Regions from separate parts of the Zea mays genome. Here regions 2 and 3 are each linked to region 1. A link is a contact called in public Hi-C data. All regions are on one chromosome and are shown on one strand. Each heading gives the region's core, a stretch centred on a gene start, on an enhancer-like site or on the middle of the called end of the contact. The rest is flanking DNA. Distances are from core to core; before and after follow the strand shown.

What was found. Hi-C and Micro-C count contacts between places; a contact is called where the count stands out from the background.
Region 2: a contact with region 1 is called in a Hi-C map of leaf, with 5 times the contacts expected there. The contact joins the promoter of LOC103635056 here to the promoter of LOC100281351 in region 1. A contact is called at or near these places in 5 of 25 Hi-C or Micro-C datasets (bundle sheath, ear, leaf and 1 more) and 1 of 3 datasets of contacts at active chromatin or transcription factors (leaf).
Region 3: a contact with region 1 is called in a Hi-C map of leaf, with 3 times the contacts expected there. The contact joins the enhancer-like site here to the promoter of LOC100281351 in region 1. A contact is called at or near these places in 2 of 25 Hi-C or Micro-C datasets (endosperm and leaf).

What each region holds. Positions count from the first base shown.
Region 1 is chr8:34,594,147-34,597,534 of Zm-B73-REFERENCE-NAM-5.0, reverse strand. LOC100281351 (ligatin) reads right to left here and starts at 1,694. Exons shown (of 8, transcript NM_001154269.1): 1 at 1,538-1,694. The coding sequence starts at 1,548.
Region 2 is chr8:34,281,454-34,284,841 of Zm-B73-REFERENCE-NAM-5.0, reverse strand. It overlaps LOC103635056 (bidirectional sugar transporter SWEET17), which reads left to right and starts at 1,624. Exons shown (of 6, transcript NM_001363775.1): 1 at 1,624-1,825; 2 at 1,918-1,954; 3 at 2,057-2,270; 4 at 2,482-2,646. The coding sequence starts at 1,792.
Region 3 is chr8:34,319,599-34,322,986 of Zm-B73-REFERENCE-NAM-5.0, reverse strand. No RefSeq gene overlaps it. Among protein-coding and RNA genes, the nearest start is that of LOC103635057, 10 kb to the left of the region's middle. Within about 2 kb of position 1,721, at least 18 of the 20 cell types and tissues checked have an H3K27ac peak or open chromatin away from gene starts, as enhancers often do. A contact at or near this core is called in leaf, where this site is marked.

The sequences.
Region 1 (3,388 bases), core at 445-2,944:
ATTAGGACGACTAGACAAGCTAATCGAGTCATCCGGCTAATCGAGTATAAACAGGCGACTAGCCCGATTAATCGGGCTTAGTCGGACGACTTGCAATCACTGGCCTAGAGTTCAACCACTTTGCAGTCCATGATCCGTTTTGTATCTGATAGTCATAAGGTAATCAACAATGTTTTATATCATGATTTTAAACCAGAAAAAAATACATGTATAATTTCCAAGTTAAGATCACTACTCATGGGTCAACTAATAATAATGTCATATCTGCTGATTGTTCTTGATGGAAACTTCCACCATTCAAGAAACCATCAATGTCATATGCTTACAACAATCTAGAATGAATTCTAGTATAGAGCACAGAAGACACAAGTCAGTTACTTCACTTACTTAGTATAATCATACATTATTAATGGTTCTGGTAAAATATAAACAATCCAGAAAAGAAGTGACATTACAACAGCAATTTAGCACTCTTGTTGATCAAACTCAAACACTAATGAGGCCACACTTCTAATTTGAGTCCTTAATTAAACTACAGTGTAAATTGGTTCTTGTGAAATTTACCTGCAGTCTTGTCACCAGTGATGTTATAAAACATGACATACTACAAGCATCTTAATTCTTAATAGAGATGTAGGGAAATTATACCTGCACTAATCCTAAAAGATGTTAAAAAATCTTGGAAAAAAATTTGGCTGGCCAAATTATGATACCGCCAATATGGAAACAAACCAGGCAAGCCTTGACATTAAAGCTAATAACTTTTAGAAAATTCAAAATGCACATATAAAATATCACAGTCAAGATTTTCACAAAGTATATAGTTCAGTGAAGCTATTGCACTAATAAATACACTAAAAATCATTTTGAGAAGTAAACAACTTCTTAGTGAAAGGGTTTAACAAAGAAAAACGATTGTAGTGTCAAGTTTTGCTGCATTTATTATTTTGATGAAACAAGTCAGTTTGGGTCTTAGGAGATGCCTTGCTACCAAAGCATGAACGTTTTAGCTGGCTCGAATGAGGGTACCAAGGTAAAACACTAAAACAAGCCATGCACTTTGAGGGAAAACATGAAACATTCGCACACGGCACACCTCAACATCCAGAAACACCAACTGCACAACGGCAGCATCTAACCACAACCGCACCCTAGTGCCATAAGTTCATAACGCCCTTGCCAGCCAGTTGATGCAACATCCAGCAGCTTCAGCACATCGCAACTCATGTATCAAGAGCTCAATGCCCAATACCATTATCACATCTTCTCCCATAAAGCCCCGTACTTTGTTTGAGAGAAACTAAGAGGCCAAAAGCTGATCGTTTTCCAGATCCCGAACCCAGCTAAAATAAAAGATAAAAACACGGTCCCGAATTACGCATGGTGGTTCCAGAGTAATTAGCTGTGCCAAATCGTAACCGAGAGAACCAGATCGGTGAACGCAGCGGACGGCAACGACAGATCGAATTACTGAGCCCGGAAATCGGAAAGGAGTTACAGGTAAAAGAGATACGGAAGGGGAGAAGAGAGGACTCACTTCTTAAACATGGCGCACGCCAAACGAACTTTTACCTCCCCTTGCTCGACGTCGTACTGAAGCGGACGGGCGGCGGCGGCGGCGGCGGCGGGCGATAGGAAGAGGGGATGAGAGGCCGATTGCGCGCGGTGCTGAAACGGAAGGAAGACGCAGCTCCGGGTCTTCTTCCTCTGCGTCCCGGCTGGGCTTTATTGGACCCAATTGTGCTGTGAGCAGCCCAAATATCACACTGGATCAGGATCTGTCAACGGAGCCAATCCCGGCTTGTCTGGATACCATGTACGGGATGTTATTCTGGACTCACTATGGTTTATACTATGGGTTCCATATGGTTTTGTTGTTTATATCTATGGAAGTACCTTATTCATGCATTTACTTTCCTTGTTAGTTGGGTTAACTACTCTAAATTCTTGATAAAGGCTTAGTAAGCTAGTCTCTCATGGTTACAGGATGTGACCTCTTTTAAGGTTACCAAACAAGTTTTGAAGAAGTTCTTTTATGTTGGGTTCCTAAGGAGAACTCAAAATGAGTTTGACCTCAAGGTAAAGAAAATCAGGAGCGACAATGGATCTGAATTCAAGAATCTTCAAGTAGAGAAGTTTCTTGAGAAAGAAGGCATCAAGCATGAGTTCTCTACTCCCTACACACCAAAGTAAAATGGTGTAGCAGAGTGGAAGAACAGGACACTCATCGATATGGCTAGAACAATGCTTAGAGAGTACAAGACATCTGAGCGGTTTTGGTCAAAAGCCGTAAATACAGCTTGCCATGCCATAAACTGGCTCTATCTTCATCGCCTCCTCAAGAAGACGTCTTACGGGCTTCTAACCAGTAACAAACCCAATGTTTCATACTTTCGTGTATTTGGGAGCAAATGCTACATTTTGGTTAAGAAAGGTAGGCATTTAAAATTTGCTCCAAAGCTGTAGAAGGGTTTTTACTAGGTTATGATTCAAATACAAAGGCATTTAGGGTCTTCAACAAATCGTCGGGTTTAGTTGAAATCTCTAGTGACGTTGTATTTGATGAGACTAATGGCTCTCCAAGAGAGCAAGTTGATCTTGATGATGTAGATGAGGATGAAATTCCAACGGTCCCGTTGAGAACTATGGCAATAGGTGATGTGCGATCAAGATCAACCATCCTCCTCCACATTGGTGCAACCCCAACTCAAGATGAGGAACAGGTATCTCAAGATGCAGGCATGAATCAAGGGAGAGCACATGAAGAAAAGGATAAAGAGGAAGAAGTACAACAGGCACCTCCAACTCAAGTTTGGGTCACCATTCAAAGGAATCATCTAGTGGATCAGATTCTGGGTGACATCAGTAAGGGAGTAACCACTCGTTCACATTTAGCTAATTTCTATGAACATTACTCTTTTGTTTCTTCTATTAAGTCTTTCAGGGTAGAAGAAGCCTTGCAGGATTCAGACTGGGTGTTGGCCATGTAGGAAGAGCTCAATAACTTCAAGAGAAATGAAGTATGGAGTCTGGTGCCACGTCTAAAGCAAAATGTTGTGGGAACCAAGTGGGTGTTCCGCAACAAGCAAGATGAGCACGGGGTGGTGACAAGGAACAAGGCTCGACTTGTGGTAAAAGGTTATGCCCAAGTCGCAGGTTTGGATTTTGAGGAGACTTTTACTCTTGTAGCTAGGCTCGAGTCAATACGCATATTATTGGCCTATGTTGCTCACCACTCGTTTAAGTTGTTTCAAATGGACGTGAAGAGCGCCTTCCACAATGGACCAATCAAGGAGGAAGTGTACGTGGAACAACCCCCTGGCTTTGAGGATGATAGGTATCCCGATCATGTGTATAAGCTCTCTAAGGCACTCTATGGACTTAAGCA
Region 2 (3,388 bases), core at 375-2,874, 310 kb after region 1:
CCTTCTTGCGTTCTTTCCCTTTCTATCTTTGTGATCGTGTGAAGAACCATCGAGTTCTTATGTGAGTATTTGGTTTGGGGATTGATTGATGGTGAGTTGCATTTCTCGGGTCACTGCATACATCCAGTTGTTGCAAATTTTGGTTGTGGTTTGAGAAGAACTCAGTTTGAACTCGTTCTAGAATACCCCATCAAAACCCCAACCAAAATGAGATTTATGATTTGCGCTTTAGTTTTTGTGTTGCTCGGGTTGAAACTTCACCAGTAGATATATTTCTCCCTGTGTAAACTTTCTGCAAAATTTGAGGCGATTCAGCCTTGTTTTTTGTTCCCGGCACTGCCTCGCTCTCTATCTTGAGCTTCTGTCTCTGATTTTTGGCAAATAGTTGGGTTGGTCTGCTTCTAGGTTTTTGGTGTGTTGAAATGACAATGGTTTGAATTGCACAGTGATATGGTCATTTGTGAGTCCCTAGAGGTTTTTGGTTAAATTTGGAATCAAGTCACGGTGTTATTCTCGTAGGTCGAGAATTTGTAGTGGCTTACATTCACTCCTTTGTGGTCGCATCACCGGTTCTATATCATGATAATATCATAGTTGTAGCTAGTTCCAAGAATACTTTGATACAATATTGTAAACCATTGTATTTAGGCAAAATCTAATCATGGCATATAGAAATTAAACTTTGGATTGAAGAAATATCATGGTGTCTAAAATACCATGGTTTTAAAAATGTAATTTTCATAAATGCAGCCAAACACCTTATGGTAGAAAATACTACAATATTCCTATAATTAAACCATGACATTATCAACAAAAAAACTATAAAAATACTTTACTTACAAACATGACATATCTGTGTGCAGTCACGGATACAGTACAGGGCTCTTTTATTTCCGAAAAGGAGATATATCCTTTAATTTACGCATCAGCTTCTCTTTATATGTGTTTATCTGTAAAGGCCAGTGGCCTGCTGGTAGTGTATATCTGTATACGTATATACATTCATTCTTTACAAATAAAATATTCTCATGTGTTACACGAGGCGGGGCCCCTGACCCTGAGTCGTTCGCATGTTCTGATGTTCATGTCACTGCTAGCTGGGCATCATGCTGCCTCATGGGTGAACGCGTACCAGTAACAAGGGCGGGCTATAGCTCGGCCTAGCTGGCTATAATTGCAGCGCGCCTACACGGCCGGCCTGTCTACCTCAGACTGACCGCAGCGGTCGACCCTACCCCTCCCCCTCACCTTGCATGTCGGCTGTAGGGGGCACCCTATGGCCGCAGCGGTGCCCCCTACAGTGCCCCCTACGTGTCGGTCCCCTTCTCTCTCCCCCCAGATCTAGCGTGTCACTGTTCATCACCCTAAACACTGTGCTGTGGGTCCACGAGTAATTGTTAGTAGATAAAAAATTGATAGTTGGTATAGAAAATGATATTTTATAGTGGTAGTGGGGTATAGGGGGAGTATTTAGGGGGAACCGCTGCGGGAGATGAAAAAAATAGGAGGGGAAATAGGGGAAAAAAGTGATATAGGGAGAAAAATTTAGGGGTAACGGTTGCGGATAGCCTCAGGCTGCTTGAAGTAGTATGCATCAGCGGCCCTGGTCCTCTCTCCCGCTCCCGCTCAAGGGCAGCAGAGAAAGCAGCTGAGCTGACTGTGGATCTCATCCGTATCGTATATACGTCGTCCTGTTTGGATCCACCGCGTTTTGCTAATTCCCTTCGAACCGGCCGGTGGCCTTCGTTCTCCCACCAGGCCTGTCTGTCTGCTGTATCCGCCAGAGCTTCCATGGATTCCACCCTCTTCATCATCGGCGTCATAGGTAAGCTTGTGTATCATTCTGAACTGCTTTGTTATTATTATTAGTCTTCATTCGTCCAGCTTTCCTTATCTTCTTCTTCTACATTGAAATAGGCAACATCATCTCAGTTCTCGTCTTCATATCGCCTATGTAAGTGTCTTTCTCCATATATATGGTTTCCCTGTCGTCGCTGTTGCTAGCTAGCTTTCTTTCTGAACACCACCACGGGCACCAATCCATGCATGGATACAGCAAGACGTTCTGGAGGATCGTGCGGGGCGGGACGACGGAGGAGTTCGAGCCGGCGCCGTACGTGTTGACGCTGCTCAACGCGCTGCTGTGGCTCTACTACGGCCTCACCAAGCCTGACGGCTTCCTCGTCGCCACCGTCAATGGCTTTGGGGCTGTCATGGAGGCCATCTACGTCGTCCTCTTCATCGTCTACGCCGCCAACCATGCCACAAGGGTGAGGGGTCGGAGCAGCTGGGGCCAGTATATATAGTTCACTCACACAATCCGTTGCTTAATTCTGCATAATTCTTTCTTCAAGCACTTGAGTCTTAGGAATTACGGAGTATATAGTTAAAGAAAAGCACAACCACCATTCGTTTATTAAAGAAAAGCATGTGTTGCCTTATATTATAGTTTGTTCCTTTATCGCAATTATGATTATGCAGGTTAAGACCGCGAAGCTGGCAGCAGCGTTGGACATCGGTGGCTTCGGAGTCGTGTTTGCGGCCACCACATTCGCCATCAGTGAATTTGAATTGAGAATTATGGTGATAGGAATGATATGTGCCTGCCTCAATGTGCTCATGTACGGGTCACCCCTTGCTTCTATGGTAAGTTTTTTTTCCTCACATGCATATTTATACACTATTCCTCTTTTCTTTCCTTTTTTGGTTATTTTAGAAACTTAAATCCCCTCTGGTATTAATTCCCGAGAATTTCACTTAATTCCCAAGAATCCCAAAAAAAATTAAGTTTCTAAACTAGCCCTTAGTGAGACTTAATTTATTTGTTCGCCGTAAGTCGATTTTGAGATGCACATTTCTCCTTAATTTTCCTTTTATAGCTGACCGTGCACGGCCTTGAAACATCACGATCTTTTCAGTTAAATTTAATTAGCACGGGCTAAATTTTTACATTGCAAAAGAAAATAAACTAATTTCACACACACATATATAGTATATAGCTAGCAAACTGCTAATGGGCCAGCAAAACTTATGGATGATAACATTGAGCAATGAAATTATTGTCATGTAACGGTAACTATATTATAATAGTGAGTTTCGATCCATGATCTAATATATACCATATAATAATATTGATGCCACTTGGCCCCACAGACAAAGTAGAGTATAGTTCAAGTTTGGAGATATATAAATGATAATAATAATAATAAAGCTGCTCAAGATATTTTCATTCTGGCGATCCATGTCTGTCCACGATGGATCGACGATAAAATACTCGGTGTTTATTATAATGGACAGGGCGCTTTGTGGGGCGATTATTTTATGTTGTGTTGTCCCTTTCATGATTATTTATTAAATATAAGGACAGAAGTCCAAGCAAAACACATGT
Region 3 (3,388 bases), core at 472-2,971, 270 kb after region 1:
TTTATTTAGTAGTTCTCACGTGTCACGTTTGTCCGCTCGTTTGTCCGCTCGTTGTTCGCGCATCGTTCGCACATCCTGTTCGCGTGTTGTCGTGCTGTTTCGCGCGTCGCGCGCACCGTTTTCACATGTCGCACACCTTGTCTTGCGTCGTGAATTCGCCTATCGCTGATATTAATTAAATGTAATACCCAACTTTTGGAATATAATGGAGAAGGATAAACCTTTATGTGTTTTGCTTTCTACTCATGAGGATTATTAAGAGACTTATTTAAAGTGAATAATTCTTTAATAAAACATAAGCCATGCATCATGTTGGAGTTTATTTGTTTGTGCATTTAATAATAATAGCAACACTATTAATAAAAATATAATAATAAGGAAATTTGAATTAAAACCTAAATTGAAATTAGGGTTTGAAAATGGAAATGGGAAAAAGGAAAGAAAAGAAAAGGAAAAGAGTATAAATATAAAGAAAATATATATATCTTTAAATCGATACCTTCATTTGTGCATATAATCTATGTGAAATTCTACAACATAAATTTGAATTCAAATATTGGATTTCGAAATTAGAAAGGAATTCAAACCAAAATAAAAATCAAAATGGAAAAATGTCGGTTGGGCCAAGAAATCGGAATCCAGCCCACCTTCTCATACCACGCCATGCAGCCCATTAGTCCAGCGGCCGGGCGCGCCGACAGGCGGGGCCCAGTGACCAGCCTCACTCGGTATTGTGCGTGCGTCGAACGGGGTCACCAACAAGCGAGGCCCGTTGTTCATTCTTCCACCGTGTGCGTGCGGTGGGTGTTTTCTCAACGACGCTTGGGACGTAGCCTTCTCTCCACGTCGCGCGCTCGTTATCCGACTGACGTGTGGGACCCAGACCCTGCCACCGTTCTTCTTCCCGACCGTGAGATTCGGCGCGGGTTGTTACGTCGCCCGGTTTTGAGCTGGGGGTCAGTAACGTTGGACCCGCCCATAAATTGGGGCTACGATGACCTCCTCACCCTTTCGTGCGCCACCATCGCACCAACGCCCGGGTTAGCCACCGAAATCGTGGGAGGGGCAGTGGGTCGCTAGCATGGCGGACCACCGACGGTGGAAATCGGAACCACGACGAGTCTGGGATTGGGACTCGACTTTGGGTGATCCTCGCACCTCGTGGAAGGCGTGCGCCCCATTGATTCGAGCGAAGTTCACCGGAGCCTGTGTAATTTCTCACTGTCGAGCCTAATCCGCCGCAGTTCCGCTCTTCTGCGTGGACTGCCCGCCCACTCGCATCATCCTCGATAAGGTTCCCTTATCTGTATTCACTTTCATTTCCGCATCGCATAGAGCTACTTGGATTAGAGGATGGGACGCTAGGATCGTGGACTTTCCTCGCCGGGGTGGTCCTCCGCCGTGGGTGTTGTACGACGCCGCCCTCGGGGAGATGGGTGGAGGGCGAGTTGGGAGATGAATCCTGGGCCATGGATTCTGTGTGTAACGGCCAAGATTAGATCCGATCTGTACCGGTTCAAAGATAGTTCTCAACCATTGATCTCGATGCGGAGGGCTAGGATCAGGACGGGTCTTCATTGAATATAGGCCGTTGAGATCAAAACGGATGGCACAATCGGTTGTCTGCATAATCTCTCCCACACATTAGATCAAAGTCGTTGATCCTGCCGTGGGTGGATGTGATGGCGTAGGAGTATTCTAGTTTGGCGGTCTAATCAAGCGCGTTCGTCTCTGATCGGACGGCTAAGAGTCCGCCATACCCCTTCGGTCGATCGGTTTACATAAGAGACCCTAACCTTTGTTGAAAACAACCCGCGGTCCTGGCCAACACAGAAAGCATTACGATTAGGTCCTGGATTTTGCAAATCGAACCCCGAGCTTCTCAGGATTAGTGCGCACAATCCATTTAGTGGATGACTCAGATAAAAGAATATAGAAATAGATTTTGGGTATAAAAATAATTGCAGAAACTCATTTAATTCATAGAAAATCCATTTTAATTCCTTTTTGATCCATTCCAGTTGCATTAATTTTGTATTAATATTGTTTATCACCTGGTAACTCTGTTTAGGCATGAAACATAGATTAAAATCGTCTACTTAATTTTATCCCATACTAAGCACTTAATAACTTCGGAAAATCGTAACTCGATAACCGTAACTCCGAATTGAGTGATTCTTGTTCCTACGATCTCGTTATGATGCGTAGAATATTATCATGCATTCTGTTCTGCTGTTTGGTGTGATGTTAATTTCTCCTATACCATGTTTGTTTGTATTGTTGCGAGTAGACGAGCAAGCCACTGAGGACCTAGGTGTTCAGCAGGTGGAGACTGCTGAGCAGGAGCTCGTTGAAGGCAAGTTGTGCCCTTGATCACTTATATTTACCCAATAATGTTCATGTTAATCATTATGATCTGCATAGGTTAATTTTCATGGGACCCAATAGGTTACCCTAGTTTGACTATCTTTATACCTTGTTTACCACTAAACTTTTGGGTAGTACATGCTATTGCTTTATATGGTTTTGGGTATTGAGATACACATTATTCATGATCATGCTTTTATTATCAATTTGTTATTTACTGTTCATGATAAGATCATATTGTTAATTGGAACATGGAGAACCACCCGGAAAAACAGTGCTACCACAAGGGTGGTATGGGACGCCCTTGGCCGACTAATTAGGAAAGCTAGTGGATGACTACCTTACCCGAAAGGGGCAAGGACAGTAGGGGAGTAGTCAGTGTAGGGAGGTTCTCGGATTGATTTTGCTGCAATGGCGATCAGACAAGGGATCCCTACATTGGGGCTTCCTAGAACTGTAGCGGGTTTTCTAAAGCTAGTGGAACTTTGTAAAGGCCTCGTAGTGCTACCCTGCCTCATCTCCCCGGTAGAGATGAATGGGATGTCGCGATCCCTTGGCAAATGGGTAACATGACTTGTGTGGGTAAAGATGCGCAACCTCTGCAGAGTGTAAAACTGGTATAGCAGCCGTGCTCACGGTCATGAGCGGCTCGAACCCTCACATGAGTAATTTATGGAATTAAATTCAATTTGTCATTTGCATCGCATTGTGGTTTATTATTAATTTGATCTATTATTACTATGGTTTGGTATTTACTTATATTTAGTAACTACTAATAAAACTTGACCACTTATTAAAAGCAATGCTCAGTTTTAACCATTATTTGTTGATCAGCCTTACACTTCACATGAGCTCCCACCTTTGGTGAGTTCATGCACATTATTCCCCACAACTTGTTGAGCTATGATCTTTTGTGAGCTCACTCTTGCGATATATAAATCCCCCACAGGTGAAGAGCAGGTGGTCCAAGAGGAGCCCTATAATGAGGAGTACAAGTTGATCTAGGTGGCGTCTCCCAGTC